Linked DNA regions of Mus musculus: regions 2 and 3 are each linked to region 1. The links are chromatin contacts, called in public HiChIP or PLAC-seq and Micro-C maps. All regions are on one chromosome and are shown on one strand. Each heading gives the region's core, a stretch centred on a gene start, on an enhancer-like site or on the middle of the called end of the contact. The rest is flanking DNA. Distances are from core to core; before and after follow the strand shown. Region 1 holds the start of Nr0b2 (nuclear receptor subfamily 0, group B, member 2). Region 2 holds the start of Extl1 (exostosin-like glycosyltransferase 1). Region 3 holds the start of Pdik1l (PDLIM1 interacting kinase 1 like).

Region 1 (4,495 bases), core at 652-3,151:
CAGCCACCCAGCGAGCAGGTGGGATATCTCAGACTTGCAACCCTAGCACTTGGGAGGTTGAGACATTGCAGTGCAAATGTAAGGCTAGCCTGGGCTACAAGCGCGACATTACAAACAAAACAAGCAATGATGAGAGGAAGAGCAAAAAGCATCATCCTTCCTGTGCCAGTTCTCAGGACAAGGTGCAAGCAGCCCACTGAGCCCCATCAGTCCGTGAGCTCTGTTTGTTCTCTCACCGTGACTGCTCCTTTCCATCAGGGACCGTCTGCTCTCTTCCAGCAGAGGCCTGGGCTGAGGGTATATGCTATAGTGAAAGCAGTGTGCCTGCTTGTCATTGGGGATGAAGACAGTCAGGTGCCAGTCTCATAGTCTCTGCAGGGCTTTGCTCTATCCTCACATCAGCACCACAGGAAGACCTTACAGTCTCAGCTGAGACTCAGCTGGGTGGTGGGGATTGGCACAAGCCTTTAACTCAAGTACTAGGGAGGCAGAAGCAGGCATTTGAAGCCAACCTGATCTACAGAGCAATTTCTTAGGACAGCCAGAGCTACCCAGAGAAACCCTGGCTGGAAAAAAAAATTTTTAAAAAAGGGAGAGAGATAAAGGCTCCCTGACCACTGGAGACAAGCTGACAGTCACACACTAGAACTGGGAAGCATGGAGCCTAAACCAGGTGCCAGGGCAGAGGATGCCAGACCTCTTTATCCACAGCACCAGGTTGCCCAAGACTGTGGCAACAGGGAGCCTGCTAGGCAAGGCTAGCCAAGGTCAGGAACCAGACACAACTGAGGCCCTCCCATGTCCTTTGTCCCTTACCTCTGACCACTAGAGACAAATGTCCAGGACAGAGGAGCCATGTGCTAGCAGAGATGTGGTTCTACCCATACTGTAGGTGGGCCATACTTGCAGACCAGGTTGGGGGGGGGGCGGGGTGCCTGTTAGCCACCAGTTCTGAGAAACTCACACTTTGGCTGCAGAATTGATCCAAGGGGACAAACAAAGATTACTTTGAGGTCCGACACACCTGTGCTCCATCCCTTCCCGTTGGAGTGACTTTGAGTAGGTCACTTCACTTCTTGGAGTGTCACAGAGTAAGAATGTAGTCTCATTGGAAAGTCTTCAGGGTTACAATGGAAAGGGACCCACAACAAAGCAGGGTCCTTAGTAAATGTCGACCATGTATTCCCACGGTTTTGCAAGGGCAGACCCAGCCTCTCTGACGCTATAGGAATGCTGACTTGGGGGAAGGGGCTCTGAATGATCTTCCTCCCACAGAGGCCCCTGGATTGGAGTCCCAGAAGGGCGGCCTCCGAGACTGTACAGTGAGCAAAGTCCCCCAGGGACCTGGCTCCCTTCCCTGTGGCCCGTTCCTTACCAACAACAGTAGAGAGCCCCAAGGTTAGGCAAACACAGCAGCGATAAGCCACTTCCAGGCTGGGTCATGTATTCAAGGCTTTAGCCAGCTTCCTGGCTGGCTCCTTGGCTCAGTGAGAACCCTGGTCTTATGTGCATGGAAATGGGCATCAATAGAAACAGCAGTCCCAGGCACTGGCTGGTTGAGCGCCTGAGACCTTGGTGCCCTGGTACAGCCTGGGTTAATGACCCTGTTTATGCACTTGAGTCATCCGATAAAGGGCATCCAGGCAGTGGGCAGGTGGCCCTGTGCCCTGCAATGGCCACTTCATTGACTAAAGTGATAGCAAGGCCACGTGGAGCTTCCAGTGCCCCTCCCCCACCACTTCCCCATCAGTCCTGCCAGGGTCAGCGTGTATGCATTGTGTGTGTGTATGGTTTTTTTTTTTTTTTTCCTTTCAATGAACATGACTTCTGGAGTCAAGGTTGTTTGGCCAGTCCCCTTCCCGCCCATCAAGGATATAAATAGCACTCACAGTAGAGAGAGAGAGAGAGAGGGCCAGATAGCTGGGAAGAAACAGGAACAAGATACTAACCATGAGCTCCGGCCAGTCAGGGGTCTGCCCATGCCAGGGCTCTGCAGGTCGTCCGACTATTCTGTATGCACTTCTGAGCCCCAGCCCCAGGACCAGGCCCGTTGCACCTGCATCTCACAGCCACTGCCTGTGCCAGCAGCAGCGGCCTGTGCGTCTGTGTGCTCCGCACCGCACCTGCAGGGAGGCCTTGGATGTCCTAGCCAAGACAGTAGCCTTCCTCAGGAACCTGCCGTCCTTCTGCCACCTGCCCCATGAGGATCAGCGGCGGCTGCTAGAGTGCTGCTGGGGCCCTCTCTTCCTGCTGGGGTTGGCCCAGGATGCTGTGACCTTCGAGGTGGCTGAGGCTCCGGTGCCCAGTATACTTAAGAAGATCCTGCTAGAGGAAGCCAGCAGCGGTACCCAGGGTGCCCAGCCATCAGACCGGCCACAACCCTCACTGGCTGCAGTTCAGTGGCTGCAGCGCTGCCTGGAGTCTTTCTGGAGCCTTGAGCTGGGTCCCAAGGAGTATGCGTACCTGAAGGGCACGATCCTCTTCAACCCAGGTGAGCTTCCAGACACTCCTGGATGGTGGTCAAGGTGGGAGGGGATGGGGCCCATCCAAGGAAAGTGCTTTCTTGGGGCTTGACACCCATTGTATCATTGGGTCCTTGTGAGCCTCAAATAGATGGCTCATAGGAGAGGCACAAAGAGGTTAAGCAACTATCCGAAGGCCACATAGCAAGGCAGAGGCAGAGGAGGGCTGGGAAGGCAGAAGGCAGGCCAAGCTAGTGCAGAGACTGCTCTTTGCCACCGTGCCTGAGAAATGTGGCTTGAATCTTAGGGAGAGTGGGTGGGTAGAGAGGGTGCCAGAGGGGGTGGCAGCAGACACAGCTGCATGATAGCCATATCTTCAGGGTCAGGCTACATAGTGAGGCTCTAAAGGGTTCAGAGAGGCCACTCAGAAGGAGAAAGAGGGTTTGGGAGTGGGGCACTCCTTGTGAAGTCAAGCCAGGAGAAGAGAGGTGGAGTGATGGGGAGAACTGAGAGAGAGTCTCACCATGTCGCTCTGGGTAGCCTAGAACTCACTATATAGACCAAGTTGGCCTGGGATGGGAGAATAGTCCTCATAGCTTTGAGGAAGACAAGAGACAGGCCTTGATAGTTAAAACATGTCACATAGCAGTAGCAGTCCCATAGCCCCGTTGCATTCACCATATGGTAGGACTCACTCAAAGGGCTTTTTAAAATATCAGTTTGGTTAAACCTCATAACAAGTGTGGGTAACAGGCGCTGTCATTAGCCCCACTGGACAGATGAAGAAACGGAAGCACAAAGATTAAAGTACTCATTTAACAAAGGTCACTCAGAAAGATTAAACTGCATATCCAAGGTCACTCAGCTAATAAGGGGCAGCCCCGACGTTCAAACCCAGGCAGCTTGGTGCTGGTTTTGTTTGTTGGTTGCTTGGTTGTTTTTTGTTTTGTTTTGTCTGAGTTTTTGCTTTGTTTTATTTTAGTTTGGCTTGGTTTTTGGTTTTAAGATTTATTTAGCCAAGTGATGATAACACATACCTTTAATTCCAGCATTGGTAGGCAGAGGCACTCAGATCTCTGAGTTCAAGGCCAGCCAGAGAACTAGTTCCAGGACAGACAGGGCTACACAGAGAAACTCTGTCTCAAAAAAAAGAAAGAAAAGAAAAGAAAAGAAGAAAGAAAGAAAGAAAGAAAGAAAGAAAGAAAGAAAGAAAGAAAGAAAGAAAGAAAGAAAGAAAGAAAGAAAGAAAGAAAGGGAAAGGAAAGGAAGGAAAGAAAAGAAAAGAAAAGAAAAGAAAAGAAAAGAAAAGAAAAGAAAAGAAAAGAAAAAGAAGAGGAAAAATAGGGCTGAAGAGATGACTCAGCGGTTAAGAGCATTAATTGCTCTTCCAGAGGTCCTGAGTTCAATTCCCAGCAACCACATGGTGGCTCACAATCATCTGTAATGGGACCTGATGCCCTCTTCTGGGATGTCTGAAGACAGCTACAGTGTACTTACATATAATGAATAAATAAATCTTTTTTAAAAATCATTTTAAAAAAAGAACGAGAAAAAAATTCTTTGTAAATTATTTTATGTCTATGAGTTCCTACATACATGCACACATACATACACACATACTTGTATTTTGTATGCATCATCTGTGTGGAAGATGTCACAAAGATGTCAGAAGAGGGTGTCAGATCCTCTGGAACTGAAGTTATAGGGAGTTGTAAACCACGATGTGGGTGCTGGGAGCTGAACCCAGGTTCTGAGCAAAAGAACCTCTTAGCCACTGAGCCTTCTCTCCAGCCCATGTGTCTTAGTTATGATATCCTCATTATCTGTGTCCTCTCTATAAGTGGATGGATGGATGGATGGATGGATGGATAAAATGGTAAATAATGAAGGTGGCAGTGGGTGGACGCTCCAAGGTGGTAGAGTGAGCCAATGCATGTAACTCATTAGTGAAGGATCGCCTCAGTGCTAGAGGGGAGGGAACTGCTGACACCCTCACACCCTGTGCTAGCCTCCACAGACCTAGCCACTTAGCA
Region 2 (4,495 bases), core at 1,283-3,782, 820 kb after region 1:
AAGCCTTCGGAGACAGACAGTTCTGTGTTCACTCTGGCCGGGTGGCCATGGCTAAGTTCCCTAATATATATCTTCTTTAGAATACAGACTCCTTAGCGACAGCAGTTAGAATTATTTTACTATACATAATAGCTTGTGTGTGTGTGTGTGTGTGTGTGTGTGTGTGTGTATAGGCCAGAGTTTGAGGGTGGGTGTCTTGTTCAGTCCTGTGAGTGGGTGGGGTACCCATGTGCCTTGGACCATGTGTAGAAGTCAGAGGACAATTTCCAGGAATCTCTTCTTTTTCAAACTTGTGGGCTCAGGGGGACGACAGAACCCTCCAGCCCTCAGGCTTGGTGGCAAGTGTCTTTGCCCACTCAGCCACCTCTCTACCTTCAGGGTCTCTCATTGATCTTGAAACTCCTAAGCTGGTTGGCTAGAGCTCTAGATCCTCCTGTCTCTACCTCCTCAACACCGGAAGGTCTCATGGGGTGGGGGTAGCGGAGGGGGAGGGGGCTTGAACTCATGTCTCTATGTTTGTAAGGTAAACACACCTTATGACTATGATCTACTTCCCCCTACCACGTCATTGTTTATGGAAGTGCTATCACCCGAGTGAGCGAATGGTATACAAATGTCTGTTACATAAAACGTTAGAGTAGGAGGGACCAGCATACCAGGCATGGAGGAGGTGGGAGGGGGAGGCAGCCTGCTATGTTTCTAAGATCCCCAAGGGAGAATTCCAAAAATCTGCCTTTCACACCCTCGGAGACTTATCACTCCAGCTTGGTGGAGATCTGCTCTGCTGTCTTAACCCTCTCTCTCCTACTGCGGCTGAGAGTTTGTCGGACAGGATGACAATCTTAACCCTTCACTCCATCCTCTGGATCTGCTCCTGTCCCAGCCGCCTCCCACTCAGGAGTTCCCTCCCACTCAGCGGCTCCCCAAGGGTAGGTTTACTTACTGCTGGGGTCCAGGGTCTTGCTCACAGTGCCTGTCCCAGAGGCAGGCTGAGGCGTGGGTGCTTGTGATACGCCACCTGCCTTTCTCCTCTGCTACCGCCAGTAAGGTGGCCCCAGGTTGGGGACTGTGCTGCTGCAGCTTGCCGGGAGCCCCACCTCGCAATGGGTGAGCTTCGGGGAGATACGGGAGCGCTAAATCGAAGCCCGGTCGGAAGATGTCCGAGGAGGGGCTGGCCTCAGCTACCATCGCCTGTCCCAGCCTGGTGCAAGGGGCTGGGTAGAGACTCAACACCAGATGGTTCCGGCCTCCGTTCCAGTTCGGAGGCAGGGGCCCGCAGGCTCCTCTACGATCCTGGCTGGGGAGAAAAAGGAGAAGGCAAGCGTCTGCTGGGCTGAGTGCAGAGTAGCGGGAGCCTTCCAAGGAATCCAGGATCCTGCGCTGAGCCTCAGAGGTCGGACCAGCCGGGGAGTGCACAAAGATCTTGAGGACCTTTCCCCTACACTTGGAGGTGTCAAAGCAGGCTCCCCAGGTGCAGCTGCTTCCCCGAGAGACCCGAGGGAGCTGTGCGACATCTTCTGGGTTCGTCTCAGACTGGGAGAAACTCTGTAAGAAGGCAGCATCCAGCCAGCGGGGCCAGCCTTGGGAGCGCCCTGGAAGAGGACCGGGCAACACTGCCAGGCGAAGGGGGAAGACTCCTAGGAGGACGAGGAGGAGCCAGAAGGCTGACAACGCCAGCCAGAAGGACTTTCTTCTCCACAGCATGTGGCCACCAACAGCTAGGACTAGAAGGAAGTGAGGAATTTCTGTAGCAAGTGGAGGAGGCGACCCCAGGCAGGAGGGAGCTGGAAATCAGCCTTCTGGTCCAGCGCTCTCACCATTGAAGGCAGGTCCCCTAGCTAAGTTCGACTAACCATTGGCCACCTGTGGGATTGACCCCTCGTGGGAAGTCCAAGGAGGCTCTGGCTTTCTAAATTTGCATTCCCACTCTCCGACTGCTTTCTCTACCTTCACACAACCTTGCCACCCTTTGCCCTCTCATCGGGACCTCTGCCCTGGGCCACTGCTCGGGCTGATGCAACCCTTGTCCAGACCACAAGATCGTGTCCATTTGCGCTCAGGACTGCACCCCTGATCTTACCCTTGACCCAAGGGCAGGCTATCTATGGAGAACTGTCTGGGTTCATGGGGAGTGGGTATCGGGAGGGGGTGGCCAAGGATGATGTAGAAGGAGGCAGGACTGTCCTCTCCCACTCTTCCCTCTGCCCCAAAAGCTCTTGAAAAAAACCCTGGCTACCCCTGTGTTTGGTGGCTGGCCTTCTGTGGCAGAACTATAAATAGACCTTGTGTCCATGTGGGCCACCAGAGCCAGCTGAAGTTGGAGCCGGAGTGCATCCCATGCCCGCCGCCTGGGGAATGAGAAGGTTCGGAGTGTGGTCTTCTTCCCCTCGGCTATGGCCCCTAACCCAGGCAGCTGCTCTGCACCCTCCGGCTAGGAGCTGTCACAGGGCAGAGGGCAAGACCTACGCTCCAAATTCCTGTTCCTGCCCCACAGGTCCAGCCGGCAGCTCCAGGTCCCACTCCAGAAGGTATCAAGTCGGTCCAGCTCTCTTTCGCAGCAGCAGCAGCCTGGCCACACCCCCGCCAGCTCTGATTGGCTCCTGGCTAGGAGGCAGGGTTTCCACTTAACCCCTTGCAACCTCTTTCGCTGGGGTACCGTTTCGTTTCTTTTTCCTTTTTTTTTTTTTTTGAGACGAGGGGGGTGGGGATGTTCCTGTAGCCCCGGTTGGTTTCAAACCCACCTTGCAACCAAGGACTTTGAGTCCCTGATCAATCTGTCTTCACCTCGGAGTGCTCGAATGCCAGCTACCTGCCATCACGCCTGGCTCTGGAAGATTAATAATGGTCAGGAGGGCACCATACCTCACTGGTGGCTGTGGATTGACAGTTTGCTTCTCTCCAAGGTCTTTACCAGTGATCCAAAGTAGATGTTTATCTGCCTTTCCCCCCCCCTTTTATTACGATTATCATTGTCTATTTTTAGAATTGATGTTGTGGTACTGGGAGTAGAACCCAAGGCTTTGTGCACACTAGACAAGTATTCTATCACTGAATTACATCACCAGCTCTTTTGTCTTTTTTACTATTGAGAAAAATGAAGCGCAGAGCAGGGATTGCCTTTCTTAAGGTGACCCAGCTTTGATGTGTCCAGGTGAAGATTTGAACTCAGAGCCTGGCCTGATGGGGCCTCTTCTTGTCCCCTCGGCCACTGAATGGAGCTGGGCAGTGTCTACCTGCATCTTTAAAATGGATTAACATCATTCCCTTGGAGGGTTGCTATTGTAGGTCCTACAAGAGCACTTGGTGGGGTGTCCTTCAACAAGGAAGTATCCTTCCGCTGGCCTCTCCTCCTTGGTGAGCAGCCTGAGGGCAGGGCACAGTGAGGTGCCCAGGAACATCCTCAAAATGGGATCAAGAAGAATCTGGCCTCTTGCAGTAAGAGGTAGGTCGCTCCGTGATAGACAGCTGCTCAGGCAAACCGCAGGCTTTCTCACGCAGGAGACAGGTGTGGGCATGCGCTGTTGCCATCCCACCAGGCTTGGAATTGGCAGAAGGTTCCCTTCCTCTAGGAAGCGGCTGAGACTCCTGAGTCAGAGCCAGGACCCTCCTTCAGGGGCTCAAGCTTGCTCTGGCCACATCCATGTTCAATCATCTAAGAGATCCTTCGCATCCTAACTTGGACCAGGTTCCCAGGGAGGCACTGGAAGTGCCATGCTGAATAAGAGTAATAGTGTAGGTGACTATGTCCTGAGCACGCTGGAAATGACTATAAAGGAGATATTACTATCATTCCCATTTTACAGAAGAGAAAGTTGAGGCTCAGGGAACTTGAGTAACTTTGCCTGTATTCCCATGGCTTAGCCAGGTCCTAAGCCATCTATCTATACATCTTCTCTTTTATTCTGAGGCAGTGTTTCTCTATGTAGCCAAGAACACACTATATAAACCAGGCTAGCCTTGATCTTGCGTGTCTCTGTGTCCCCTGTGCTAGGATTAAAGGTATATGTTACCATACCTGGCCATTCATTTTAAAAACATATTTATTTTTATTTGGTGTGTATGAGTGTTTGCCTCTGTGTGTGTGTGTGTGTGTGTGTGTGTGTGTGTGTGTGTGTGTGTGTGTGTGCCTGTGCATGCCTGTCTACAGTATTACAGTATGCATGCCCTGTGCCTAGGGGGGCCAGAAGAGGGCATCAGATTCACTGGAACTGAAGTTAGAGATAATTGCGAGCTGCCATGTGGGTTCTAGGAACCAAACCTGGGTTCACTGTATAAAAAAAAAAAAGAGCTCTGAGCCATTCTTCCAGCCTACCATCCATACCTTTAACCACTAAACAGGCAATGTGCAGAGTGAGATGGGCCCTCTCCTCTACCCCTGTTGTTAGAGAGCCTATGGATGGGGGAACCTGACAGCACACAGTGGGGCTGCTGAACCCAGGGGCCGAGAAGGCCTCTGAGGGTGACCTTGACCTTAGGACTGGAAAGGAAGCAACAT
Region 3 (4,495 bases), core at 1,070-3,569, 730 kb after region 1:
CATATGCCAGGGTAGTGGCCTGTGAACTTTGGACACTCTGTCTCTGCCACCCATCTCCCCACAGGAAGGCACATCTACCTTCACATGGGTTCTAGGGATCCAAATTCAGTCCCCCAGACTTACTCAGCAAATGTTCTACCCATTGAACTCTCTCCAGGCTCCACCCACCCACTCCTTTTTTGAACAAGATCTCACTATGAAACCCTGGCAGGCCTCCAACTCAGAGATAAGCCTGTCTCTGCTTCCCCAGTGTGGGATTAAAGGTTCATGTCACCATGCCTTGCTTCCGGTCTTGTTTCTTTTAAAAGACAGGTTCTTGTGATTATGTGGCTCAAGACGGCTTTCACATCTTTTAAGATTTTATTGTATATTTTACATATCTGTGTGTAGCTTTGTGTAAGTCAGAGGGCAGTATGTGGGAGTCAGTTCTCTCCTTCTACCATGTGGTTCCAGAAACTGAGCTCATGTTATATGGCTTGGCAGAACATAACTTTACCCACTGAGCCACCTCAATAGCCTTGGCTACCTTGGTCTTTGGAATGGTGGTATTACAAGTGTGTTAAGTAGCCAAACCTGGCTACTTTTATATTAAGTTCATTTAATCCTTAACTGCTTGAAAATGCCATTGTTAAAAATATATATATACCCGAAATTTGAAATTTCATCAAGAGGTGGTGGCTCACACCTTTAATCTCAGCGTGTAGGAGGCAGAGGAAGGCGGATCTCTGAGTTCAAGGCCAGCCTGATCTACAGAGGGAGTTCTAGGATACCCAGGGCTACAGAGAGACCCTGTCTTGAGAAGAAAACACACAAACAAAAGCAGTGAAACATAAAAATCCCTCACACTTAGAAATGCAAACCCCTGACTTTGGTTTATGGACCAAAAGTGGTCAAGATCACTTACTTATGTTTTGTTTGCAACAGTGTCTCAGGTAGCTCAGGCTACCCCTGAATTTACTATATAGCAGGGAATGACCCTAATCTCCTGCTTCCACCTTCCAAAAACTAGGGTTATAGACCTGCACCAGCATGCTTAGTTATTTGTTTCTTACAAAATGGGCACAAATAAAGTTTTTGCAGAGCTGTTCCCTCAAAATGAAGTAAGTCAACTACCTTTTTATCGTTGTTTAGCATAGTTATTTAATTCTAGGTCTTTTCTGGCCAAAGGGGGAGCATCCTATACATCACAGGGAATCCTCTGACAAAGTCCTTTGGCGCTGTACCTTGAGAAATCATTTAAAGGCAAGCTGGAGCACAGGCCCCACAGAGAAATGTTCTTTTGAGTGGAGAGTCTGCAGTACGCTCCCTCACTCACTGTCACTGTCTTCGCCGGCCAGGAAGAGTAAGATTGTATTTACATTGCACAACCAGGTAAACAAAGTGACTGCCCCGGGAACCGGAGACTCCCGGAACGACTACTTTAAGTTCATTGGCCAGATTTAAAAGAAAATGACTGTTCCTGAGGTTTGCCCTGAGTTACTTCCTTGTATTGGTCGCCTACCCTTCAATTTCTTCCTGGATTCCCCAATGTCAGGTTTCCTGTCACCGGGCGGGCCATTCTGTCCTGCTCTGTGCTGATTCCCGGTTACTAGGCACTTCCAAGTGACTCTTTTCTCTGCAGCGGTCCCCTGTCCTCTCCCACTTGCCAGAGGTCCCCCCCCCCAAGGAAGAACGCCTTCCTTGCATAAGAAAGGACGGTGTCTATCAAATCCTTGGGGTCCTGGCTGGAGAGACGCCCTGCTGAAGCATCCTTCGAGAACCCGAGCGCCTTACGATGGCACGTCCCGGACCCTCCTGCCTGCCTGCCTGCCATTCTCCCTCCGGGGCTGGGCACCGGCGGCTTGGACATGCACCTGCTGGTGCCGGGGACGGGGACAAGTAAGGCCAGCGGTGCTCGCTCTGTCGCCGAGGCGCGCTCACTGGCCAAGCAGCAAGCTCACTCCGGGCGGCCGTCCCTGGAAACCCCGAGGGACCCTCCCGTGGCCCCTGAGCGGGCCTCGCAGTCGCTTCAACTCCTGGCGGCTGCAGCCTAGGGGACCGGACTCCGGGAGTGGCCCGGGCGGGAACGGAGGCCGCAGTCCCCGGCCGGTGGCCGGCGCAGCACCGGGCCTTCCCGGGGATGACTCCACTGAGAGGTCCGTGACAGGCCTGCTGGGGACAGAGACACATGCAGGGAGACCGGTTCTGACTGCGGGGCATCCGTGGCACGGCGAAGGGCCAGGTTTACCTCAGGGCAGCCGCCGCCGCTTCTCCCTCTCATGAGCTCTGCAGGCCGCCATTATCGCGCAGCTCGCGCCCTCGGCCGCGGCGGCCTCCAGTCAGAAGCCGGCGCGCGCCCCCGTGGTGCGCGGACACACCCCCTCACGCCGGGCCCCGCCCCCTCCGGCTTGCCGTAGCGCGCGTGCGCAAGCCGAGCGCCGCCTGCTGCCGGGCGAGCGCCCGCCTCTCCTCCGCGGGCTCTGGCCATTGCGCTCCGTCGCTGCCCTGGCGCGGCGCACAGCCGAGCGTTTCCAGCGGTGTGCGCGCTGCAGAGCGGACCAATGCTGCCCTGCAGGGGTGGCGGCAGGGGACGGTCGCCCTCAGCCGCAGCGGGGGGCGCGTCCCGGGACCCCAGAGAAGCTGCGGCCGCTGGCCCGAGCCGGCGGTGCTCGTGCCCCGTGGCGGGCTACGCTGCCCGCCCTCTTCAGACCTACCGAGCGGCGGGCTGGAGCGCGCGGTTCGCTGGGGCCGGATGCCCGGTGCATCTTCCTCGCTGGTGGCGGGACTGGGCGGCGGGTCCGTGGGGAGGCGCGGCCAGTGCTGGGAGGCTGGCTGCACCTACGTTCCGAGGCACCGAGCTGTGTTTGCGGGTGGCACAATGGCCCAGGCAGCGACGCGGGCCTGGGTGCGATCATCTGGGAGGATGCTGTCCCCTGCCCCACCGGCGCGGTGGTATCTCCCTTAAAGAAGCCGGAACCTCATTGTTCCCGGCCTTGAGGATCGGGGCGTCCTGCTGGGTGAGAGAGAGGGTGTGGCCTACCTGGCTGCGGCGCGCAGCCTAGCTGGCCTGAACCGGAGTTGGGACCCATTTTAGGCGGGTGTACGGACACAAAACAGGTCTCCTAGGACTGCAGTCCCCCGGAGTTCTTCAAATACGTGCACAAAACCTTTCAAATGCCCCCAGCAGTTGTCAGTCATAACCCTGAGTTGCCCTGAGATCGGGGTGACAGTCACTTGGAAACCAGGACCAACTGGCCGGCCCGTCGTTAGTTACACAGATTGAGTAAGCATCTGCCAGAAACGCCCATTCTTTTCTTTATTATTCTGTACCTACTGCTTGTTAGTAAGGTTGATCCTGCCTTCATTGCCCCCTAAGCATCTCAGTGCCTCCAGGATCATCCTTTGTCATCTGCTTATGAAACTAATATTTGGGGTCTGGGCAACTTTCTATATAATCTGAACCATATTCCAAAAGTAAAGACCTTACTACTGACCCTGCTGCTTTCATAGGCGAGGAAACCAACACCTGCCACATTGACCAAAAGTTGTCTTCCTAGAACACCCACTCGCACCCTAGTGTAACGTCCTCCAGCCCCTCCTAATAAAAGCCCAGCAATCTATTCAGAGTTTGTCCTGAGGGCCATCCTCCTATTGGTGCTCACGTTTTCTGGGAATACTGAGTCAGTCAAGACTTGCTTCCTGCCCTGGAAAGTAGGGGGAAATAGGAAAGCTCAGTAGACGCCGGCTACCAGTGTTAAACAGGATGGACTAGGAAGAGATCTCTTCATGAGAGTAGTCTTTTTGTTTATTGTGGTCATAAAATGTCACGGGATCGTCAAGGGACGTACCTGTTCTAGCTGCTTTCCTGTTGCTGTGATTAAAAAGAAAAATTGCTGACCAAAAATACCTTAGGGGAGGAAAAGGTTTGTTTGACTTAAACCTTCAGGGTTAGGGTCACTGGGAATTCATCCATCACTGAGGGAAGTCAGGGAGGGAACTAGGGAAGGAACTGTGGGGGGTGGGGGAGGCTCCTTACTGGCTTGCTCCAGGGTCATGGCTCAACTACATTTCTAAACAGTTTAGGCTGGCCTGCCTAGAAATAGCACTGCCCACATTGGGCAATCAACAAACCCCCTCACAGATGTGCTTACAGGCCAGTCTGATAGAGGCTATCCCCCACTGGACACTTCCTCAAATAGCTAAGCTGGCAAGTTGACAGCTGAAGCTAACAAGACTAGTGTTTTACGGTGTGCCATCATCTTCTATGTGACTAACAAAGTTAGTTGCTTATATTTTAAACTTTTAAAAAGCCTATCCGTCCAATAAAAGAATTACTTTACATTCTACAGTTCTTTTGCCTTTGAGGCAGGGTCTCACTTTATAGCCCTGGCTGGCCTGAAACTGTCTCTGTAGACCAAGCTGGCCTTGAACTCAGAGATGCCTCTGCCTCCTGAGTGTTGCTGGGATTAAATGTATATACTACCACACCTGAGCAACCTTAAATATAAAATTATGG

What was found. Hi-C and Micro-C count contacts between places; a contact is called where the count stands out from the background. HiChIP or PLAC-seq counts read pairs in DNA pulled down with a chosen protein or histone mark.
Region 2: a Micro-C map of embryonic stem cells shows a contact between it and region 1, with 3 times the contacts expected there. The contact joins the promoter of Extl1 here to the promoter of Nr0b2 in region 1. A contact is called at or near these places in 2 of 39 promoter capture datasets (hematopoietic stem and progenitor cells and liver) and 1 of 484 Hi-C or Micro-C datasets (embryonic stem cells).
Region 3: an H3K4me3 HiChIP or PLAC-seq map of bone marrow-derived macrophages shows a contact between it and region 1, with 2.8 times the contacts expected there. The contact joins the promoter of Pdik1l here to the promoter of Nr0b2 in region 1. A contact is called at or near these places in 3 of 39 promoter capture datasets (the C10 cell line, hippocampal neurons and pre-B cells), 1 of 484 Hi-C or Micro-C datasets (B cells) and 3 of 115 datasets of contacts at active chromatin or transcription factors (bone marrow-derived macrophages, large pre-B cells and pro-B cells).

What each region holds. Positions count from the first base shown.
Region 1 is chr4:133,551,475-133,555,969 of GRCm38.p6, forward strand. It overlaps Nr0b2 (nuclear receptor subfamily 0, group B, member 2), which reads left to right and starts at 1,902. Exons shown (of 2, transcript NM_011850.3): 1 at 1,902-2,491. The coding sequence starts at 1,951.
Region 2 is chr4:134,370,015-134,374,509 of GRCm38.p6, forward strand. It overlaps Extl1 (exostosin-like glycosyltransferase 1), which reads right to left and starts at 2,533. Exons shown (of 11, transcript NM_019578.2): 1 at 944-2,533. The coding sequence starts at 1,704.
Region 3 is chr4:134,284,934-134,289,428 of GRCm38.p6, forward strand. Pdik1l (PDLIM1 interacting kinase 1 like) reads right to left here and starts at 2,320. Exons shown (of 3, transcript NM_001163794.1): 1 at 2,228-2,320.